2 separate regions of the Canis lupus genome follow, and region 2 is linked to region 1. A link is a contact called in public Hi-C data. All regions are on one chromosome and are shown on one strand. The core of a region is the stretch at or near the end of the contact, and the rest is flanking DNA. Distances in the headings are between cores, read along the strand shown.

Region 1 (4,386 bases), core at 25-2,524:
CCGCGCCCCCGCCCGCGCCCGCGCCCGCGCCCCCGCCCGCGCCCCCGCCCGCGCCCGCGCCCGCGCCCCCGCCCGCGCCCGCGCCCTGGCCGCAGGGGGAGCCGTACAGGGAGCCCTGGCCCGGCGAGTAGGCGCCGAGCGCCAGCGCGGGCGCGAGCCCCGGGCGCGAGGCCCCGGCCGCCGCCGCCGCCGCCAGCAGGCCCGAGCCCAGCTCGGCCGCGGCCTGCGGCGACCCCCGCAGCGACGTCATGATGTTGTCCACGCTGAAGCCCTGGCCCAGGTGCGGCGGCGGCGGCGGCGCGGGCTGCGGGGGCGCGGGCGGGGCCGCGGGGTCCGCGCCGTCCAGGCTGAGCGCGCGCGCGGAGCCCAGGCCGCCGGGGGGGCTGCCGCCGCTGGACAGGCTGCTGCTGCTGCTGTCGGGGCTCTCGATCTTGGGCACGGCGGCCGGGGACAGGGGCTGGGGCGGCGAGGGGCACGTACCGTTCTCGGTCTTGATGTCCTGGATGCGCACGGGCGGCGGCTGCGGGGGCGCGGCGCCGTCGGGCTGCTCGGGCGCGGGCGGCGCGGGGGGCGCGGGGGGCGCGGGGGGCGCGCGGGCCTGCGGGGGCGGCGGCGGCGGCGGCGGCGGGGGCGCGGCGGGCGCGGCGGGCGGCTCCTTGGGGTGCAGCCGGTCCTTCTCCTCCTTGTCCTTGACCGCGTCCTTCTTCTTGAAGCGCCGCCGCCGCCGCAGGAAGCTGCCGTTCTCGAACATGTTGTAGGAGTCCGGGTCCAGCGTCCAGTAGCTGCCCTTGCCCGGCTTCTTGTCGTCGCGGGGCACCTTGACGAAGCACTCGTTGAGCGACAGGTTGTGGCGGATGCTGTTCTGCCAGCCCTGCTTATTGTCCCGGTAGAAGGGGAAGCGGTCCATGATGAACTGGTAGATGCCGTTGAGCGTGATCTTCTTGTCCGGGGCGTTCTGGATGGCCATGGTGATGAGCGCGATGTAGCTGTAGGGCGGCTTCACCATGTCCTTGGGCTGCGGCTGCGGCGGGTAGGGCCCGTAGGCGCGCGCCATGCCGCCCGGGTACTGCTCGGCGTGCGCCGGGTGCGAGTACACGCTCATGGGGGCCGGCATGGCGCCGTAGCCGCCCCCCGCCGCCGCGGCCGCCGCGCGGTAGTAGCTCTGCTCGCCGCCGAGGTAGGGCACCACTCCCAGGGAGTTGGGGCTGGACACGGAGTAGCGCGCCTGCATGGCCCCCGCTCGCCGAGTCCGGCCCGCGCAGCCGCCGCCTCCCGCCGCGCCGCTCCGGGCTGGGCGCTGGGCGCCGGGCGCCGGGCGCCGGGGGCCGGGGGCCGGGCCGGGCCGGGGCCGCGCCTCCCGGCCGCCGAGCGAGCGCGCAGCACGGGGCCAGCCGGCGCCCTCGCCGCCAGCCCGCCCGCGCCGCCCGGAGCCCGCGCCCGACCCGCGCCGAGCCTGCGCCCCGGAGCCCGCGCCCCGGAGCCCGCGCCCTCCGCTCGGCCAGGGGCGGGGGCAGCGCGCCGGCCGCCTTCCCGGGCCCCGCGTCACCTCCTCCGCAGGCTCCCGCGCGCCGGCCGCCTAAGGAAGCATGGGGAAAACTTCTGAACTTTTGAGCATCCGTCACCCAGGCGAGGACTTTTTTACGCAGTTACATTTTTTCCGGGCCGCGGAGCCCCGCCCCGCCCCGGCCGCGGCAGCCAATGGCAGGCGAGAACCGCCTCCGGAGGAGCCGGAGGCCGAGCCCCGGCGGCCCGCGCCCAGCTGCGGGAGGACCGCGGGGCTGGCCACACGCGCGCCGGCCGAGCGCGCCCCGCGCCCGCAGCCGGCCGCCCCCCCCCCCGCGCCCCGCGCGCCCCCCGCGCCTCCCCGCCGGCGGGACTCCCGGGTCCCCGCGGGCCGCGCGCCACGGCCCGGCCCCCCGGGCGCCCCACCCCACCCCACGCCACCCCACCCCACGCCCGCCCTCCGCCTCCCCGCGGGCCGCCGGGCTTCGCAGCCGGCTGCTTCCCTCGCCCCCCACCTGCGGCCTCCCTGGGCCCCGGGCCTGGAGGCGCCGCCGCAGCGTCGCCCCGGCCTCGCCTTCCTCGCCACCCCCACCCAGTAGGGACAGGGCAGGGGGCCCCGGGGCCGCGCCCGGACCGTGCCCAGGTAGGCTCCGCCCGCCCCACTCCAGGCCACCTGGCTCCCTCCCCGCCGCCCGGGGCGCCCGGCTCCGCGGCCCGCTGCTGGGGCCTCCCTCCCTCCCCGCAGACCTCCCCGCAGCGCCGCGCCGGGCCCGACCCCTAAGGCTCGCCCCTCGCCGCCCGCTCTCGTCGGGCCCCGCACGCTTCGGCTCAGAGGAGGGTCACGCTTCGGGCCCAGCGACGCGAGCAGGTGTGATGACAAGAAGCAAATAAACACACGCCCGAGAACCCCGCGCGTCTCCGCTCAGGCTCCATCCCCGCGCGCGCGTAACGGAGGTGCTGGGGGCAGAGGCGCAGAGGCGCGGGCGCCGCCGGTTCTGGGGGGCCCTGCGCGCCCGAGACTCGCAGGGCGGCCGGGGTGCAGCGGGGTGCAGCGGGGTGCAGACGAGGGAAGGAGAGAAGCGAAGGACTGCCCCCCCCCCCCTCCGCCTGCAACGCGGTTCTGCGTTTTGGCAACTGGAGAAAACACCCCTCTCACCCCCCACCCCCACCCCAACACTAGGTCCTTTACCAGAAGCCGGGAGGGTGGGGGGGCCTGGCAAGCTTAGGAACCCGTGAAGAAGAGTAGTGTGACGCATTTAACACCTCCACTCCCCCCCATTTCTGACAATCTTTAACTGCAAGAACGTGTTGGGAGCCCCTTTTGCCTTCCCAGCTGGAATCCCGGCTTCCTCCCTGCACAAAAATTCTCATTGTCGCTTCAGTTGTTCGATGTCAGAGGAGCTGGCGTGTGTGGCAGGCTCAGCTCCTTATCACTTGAACATTTAAAAAAACAACAACAACAACAAAAAAAATAGTGTCTTTCAGACAGAGGAGAGGACCCGCCACTTCTAGAGCGAGCCTGGGGCTGGGGTGGGGGGTCGCCCGGAACTTCCCATTCCTGAGGCAGCTGCCTCTCGGCCTGCTGGGCTCTTGGGGCACTTGAAACTCCCTTTTCCAGGGTGTTCGCAAGGCCCGGGGCTCGGATTGGAAGCAACACTTGATTTGTCAGCGGGAGGCTCAGTCCTGGACGGTTCCTTAGCGCTTGCAGAGGGAGGAAGGGGTGGGAGGGAGAAGACCCCAGACTTGAAACGTGAATTCGTGTCCAGCCCCGGTCCCTGTACTCTGACATAATCGTCCCCTTTGGCCGGGGCTTTATGGGGCGCTCTGGCTTCAGCCTGGAGGCTAATTAGGTGGTCTCTCCAAAACACCCCAGCGTTTGGTGAATTTGAACTTTAAGCTGCATCTCCACTGCTCGCAGGGCAGGGCACGGAGCGGGAAGCAGCCAGAGCTGCTCGCTTGTTTTCCTAACGTGGGAAATGCCAGTGGGCCCCGGCGGCGCTCGCAGTGGACAGTCGGGCCTCCTGGCCCCAGCCCGACCCACACCGTCGCCTGCCCCCCTGCCCTCCCTCTCCCCGCGCAGCCCCGGAGCCCAGGCAGCGTGGGGTGTAAATTGCAGATCGAACCTCGGTGGCCACCGGGCTCCCCGCTTTGGGTGTAGAAGTTCCCGTTGTGCAATTAGTATCTGGCATGTGAAAAAAACTGGAGGGGGTGCAGTTTTATAAAGATCAACTTTCCACTGGTTTAGCTCTGGATATTCGCCAGGAAAAGATATTTGCATTTGTGTTTTATAAGCTTACTCGGAAGCAAACCTCCAGTAAACGGCTTGACTGTATTTCAAGTGCTTTGCTTATTTTATTATTGTTGTTAGTGGTGTTACTTTAAAGTTAAGGCACAGGAATGAAGTCTTCGGGGGAGGATGGGTTAAAGCTTTTATTTTGAGTCTAAAGTTTTTGAGGCTCCTTTTTGCTGCTCCTCGGGGTGGTTCCATCATCAGTCTCCTCAACAAACCTTGACTCAATTGGCAGAAATGCCCCCGCCGGAAACCTCGGGCTTCTCTTTCCTGACACCTCCCGCGCTCGCCGCCTGAAGGTCCCGCGGCGACAGCCGTAATGGATGTCTGGCCCAACTGTCGCTTGGCCCCACCGGCAACTCCCAGCCCCTCCTTGACCTGCCAGGTGGGGTTACGATTCCCGGGGCCCACCGAGGGGTTCCGAGCTCTGAGGAGGGGGCCTGACGTCACAGCGGTAGTTACAAGGCCTCCCCAGGGCCCCGACTGCAGAAAAGCACGAGGGAGATGTGGCGAGCACTCCAGGAAATGCCTGGATTCGGGAACGTGGTGACACCGCAGGAATGTGTGTGTTGGGGGGAGTGGGGAGGAGGAGA
Region 2 (4,322 bases), core at 1,420-3,919, 440 kb before region 1:
TGTTCTGTTTTATTAGATCTAGGTGGTATTGTAATTTTGATAACAGCTAATAACGTTTGGAATTTTGCTTATAATTAGTGGACCACACAAAGGTATGTTTGTTGGATTTTGCACTCTTAATCCACTTATTATTAAATAAAATCTAAGTATTATTTTAGCTTTGTAACAATGAAGCTAAAATTAATGCAGATAGCTAAATCTTAATATACATTTCTAGATGTATTTGTAAAACACAAATAGTAAACAAATAGTTTAGGTACTATGAGTGAAACGTTCTGTTTTGGATTTTTAACGATGAAAACTTTTTGGATTCCCAGTTAGATTGGAATATGTAATTTTTATAAATAAAGATAGATACAGATAATGCTTTAATGTCACAGTTAGATGTATCTGTAGTCCCCTCCCCTCAAAAAAAACCACAAAACACTTGTGTGTAAATTTAAGAACTTAAACTGAACTGCTCTTTTAAAACACCTCATATGGCCTGATATCAAATATGATTCCTACTATATTCTTTTAGTAAAAGTGGAGTTTATAAAATTCTCTTTGTTAGATTCTTAAAATTGGTACAGTAAAATAAAATGAAACCTTTTCTATTTCAAAAAGTTTAGTGCGTAAATTTTGTTTTAATTTCTACTTATTAAGTATTGGATACCTTACCAGTGCCAAAAAGAAATAAATTGTAAGAAAATTGCTATAATTTAGATCTCCATTTTTTGAAAAATGTCTAACGTGAAAGATTAGTAGGCATCATTATGTTATTTTCTTTAGTAACATTCACATAATATGTACATTGTTTATGAATGTTAATAAAAAACCATCCATGATGAGTTTAAATTTGCTTTATTTACAGGTAAATATGCATAAAGTCTTGGCATGGCTTGTTAAACCCTGTTAAGTTTGTCATTAGAACAACTTAGACCAAAAATTCCTTAAAAAATGTTGAATCTTAAACAATGAGCTCAACTTCTATATTAGGATTCTAGTGTTGAAGATTAAAATGAAACGTGTTGATGATTAAAATGAAGTGTTCTCTGAATGACAAAGATTATGCTGATAGCAGTTTTGCAGTTACTGTACATGGCAGACTGGCAGAGGCGAGGCAGTCAGGGTCAGCTTTTCATTCTATTTGGTAAATCAGAGTAAAACGTTTTCCTGAGTTTCCTTTCTACTCCCAACCCCATATGCTTTGTTTGTGTCAGTTTTTCTTAATAGTAAAATGTCTTTTAGAAATCAATAGTATTGACAACATTTAAGGAACATTCTTTATGACTGTTAACATATATCATTAGTCCTGATTGGAAATATCAATTTTTACCTTCACTGTGTGGATTGCTAGATGGTTTAGTAGAGGAAAGTTTTGTTTGTTTGTTTGTTTGTTTGTTTGCTTGCTTGCTTTGTTTTGGTTACCTTTACCATATGGCTCACACTGGAGTGATTTTGTTGGTTTTTTTGAACTGACATTCGTCAGGACAATTGAAAACCAACATAGGCAATACTAACGGGGAGGTTGACAGGCTCTTCAGGTTCTGATGTATTTCTCTGTCTTCTCTATTTTTATTTATTTTTTAAAGGATCTTATTAATTTATTCCTGAGAGACACAGAGAGAAACAGAGACATAGAGGGACAAACAGGCTCCCCACAGGGATCCCCAGACCCGGATCACATCCTGAGCCAAAGGCAGATGCTCAACCACTGAGCCACCCAGGCGTCCCTCTCTGTCTTCTTTAGAAAAGAATATTTGAGTGTTTAATGGAAATGGTTAATTATTAAATCACAGTACTTGAGTTATTGGTAGTTTAAATAATGCGAATAAATACTTTTTTATCTGGTTGCTTTACATTCACTTAGTATTAAATATTATGAGATTGTTTTGGTTAAATGATCTTTTTTCATTATAGTGTTTGGCAAGATTATTTAGATTGCACTTTAGCAAAAGTTCGTTCATTTTATTGTAATTATTTAAGTGACTTAAAACTTCACCTTTTCTTGTCACTTTCTTTTCCAAACAGAACTGTAGAAGTTGCCATACTAGCTAAAATTTATCAGCAGCAATAATGAAACTGTTGGCTTTAGTTTATTTTAAATAATGCATCCTCACTACTCTTTCAGTGTTAGGAAGTTGTTTATAGAAATTCCTGGTAAGCTTTGGCATTGTTGGCATTGTCGTGGGGGGAGGCAAATTACTCCTGAAGCTTCCCTTGTCATCTGTTGAGATTAGAGTTGGGATTCTTTTTTGCAACCCAGGAGGTTTTTGGTGCATGGAGGAGTGTTGTGCTCTTTTCTACACATAGATGGCAGCAAAGTGTTACAGACAGCGGAAGTCAACCTTGTTCCTATAATGAAAGATGAATGACACTATAAACTGACTTCTATCAACGTAGCTGCCTGTGTCCTGTAGTTAAACATAAAATAAGAAAGAAAGCCACTATTGATAACACAAGAATATAGGAGAATGAAGAAGGCTGTGAGAAGCTATAATACACTGCATTTCTGGACAAATCCCAGGTGGGAAGGCTTAATCTTTTAAGGTATGTCATCCACTCCTGTAAGATGATAGAAATCAGCTAAGATAATATGCATGTCAAAATAAAGAGACAGCTCAGGGCTGAGGGGCGGTAGGGAAAGAGGGAAGTAAAAGAGAAACCGTACACAAGTTGCAGCGGCAAGTAATGGCCTGCTGCCTGAGGGTACTGTAGAGTTTGGCCTGCATGTCTCCTTCTTAGTTAAGCAAGTTACAAAGAGGAAATGTCAGTCCACGAATCAGACAAACATTCCATGGGAACATTTGCTCAAATGTCAGCATTTTAGAAAATAGAACTGCAGTCTGTTATGGTCTGGTCCCCACGCTGGATTTGCTATTAAACACACAAGTGCAAATATATATTTCTTCAGAATGCATTTGCAATTAAGGAGTCATTTTATGTCTTAATTAGCATTCCTGAATAATGACATAATCACTATAAAAGATGACAGTCATCATTATAATTAATATTTAATATGTGTCTGTTTCTGAGGACCTTTCTGTGGCTTCCCACAAATTTCCAAGGTAATTTTCAAGTTGTAGAATTAAATTTGGTAAAATCACAGACATGGGGATCTAATGAAGTAAAATCATATTTATTAGAAACCTGAGATACGGAGGCAAGTTATAAAAAAGCAATTTGTAACATGTCCTGAGCTATCGAATCATGTCAGTATCTTACTAGTTATAAACATAATAAGGGCTCCTTAATGCCTCTAATGTAATGGTAATGTTGTTCAAGAAAACATTTCCGTACCCTTTAGTTTTTTTTCTGATCCACTCTCATGCGATTTAGTACCACAGACTAATCTCTGTGTCACAAAATTGATTCCAAAGGTGTGTATAACAACTTGCTCAAACGCAGTGTCTGGCAAGTCTCTCTTGTGACAGCAACTTATTTCTCACATAATTATTTTTTTAGTAAATTTGATATCTTAACAACCCTTCCCCTCATTTCTGGGTTCAAAAAATAACACTTAATATAATTTATTTCTCATACTTAATAAAGGCTTACTTGAGAGTATATTGCCATTCACTCTGTAGCTGCTTCAAGCAAACGAGGTTAGAAGGGAATGTGGTTTGCCAGGGTGTGCGGTGGTTTCCAGCCCCATTTGCTGTGCACTGTAATGGGCCTCAATGTTGTTTTAATGAAGCATAAAACATATTCCGGCTGCTTCTTGTTACTTATTAATGATTAAATGGTTACACTCTGTCATAGTGGTAGAAAAAGAAGATACCCCCATACATATATTCTGTTTTTTAAATCCCTTTTGTTAACTTCAGTGTGTACACATAGATAGGTCTGTGTTACTCTGATTTTTTTTTTTAATTGTAGGCTGTATAAGTACAAGAAGTAAAAAAATTTGTACTAATCAAAATTTCAATTTGATTGTAGGGGTAATTTTTTTCATAATTTTGTGGGCTTTTAATTAAATGGAATTTTGTAAGATGAACTTGCATAGTCATACAATTCTTAAAACCAAAGTGAAGGCTGTTCAGATTTGTCACAATAATGTGTAAATTTCTTTATAAATCATTATCAAAATATCAAATATATTTGTTTTAGATTTAGATATAAATATAATTTGTTTTAGACTGACATCTGCTGTTTGGAACCAACTTTTAACCAGAATATAATACGTTTTGCAGGTGACAGCATACTTTTTCTTTCATACTCTTTGTCCCTTTTTGGCAGTATTAGATTTAGACTGTGTGCTTTTTCTTAATGGGATAGTATGATGCAGATTATTTATGTGACCTTTTCACTGCTGCAGTTTTCATAAAAAGGGCAGTATT

Evidence for each region. A called contact is a pair of places that touch in the nucleus more often than the background predicts.
Region 2: a Hi-C map of blood shows a contact between it and region 1, with 4 times the contacts expected there. The contact joins the enhancer-like site here to the promoter of FOXC1 in region 1. A contact is called at or near these places in 5 of 9 Hi-C or Micro-C datasets (amygdala, blood, liver and 1 more).

Annotation. Positions count from the first base shown.
Region 1 is chr35:3,341,079-3,345,464 of UU_Cfam_GSD_1.0, reverse strand. FOXC1 (forkhead box protein C1) reads right to left here and starts at 1,274. Exons shown (of 1, transcript XM_038583957.1): 1 at 1-1,274. The coding sequence starts at 1,231.
Region 2 is chr35:3,783,513-3,787,834 of UU_Cfam_GSD_1.0, reverse strand. The region is part of intron 4 of GMDS (GDP-mannose 4,6 dehydratase); the gene reads left to right. Among named protein-coding and RNA genes, the nearest start is that of GMDS, 150 kb to the left of the region's middle. Within about 2 kb of position 2,669, at least 4 of the 20 cell types and tissues checked have an H3K27ac peak or open chromatin away from gene starts, as enhancers often do. A contact at or near this core is called in blood, where this site is marked.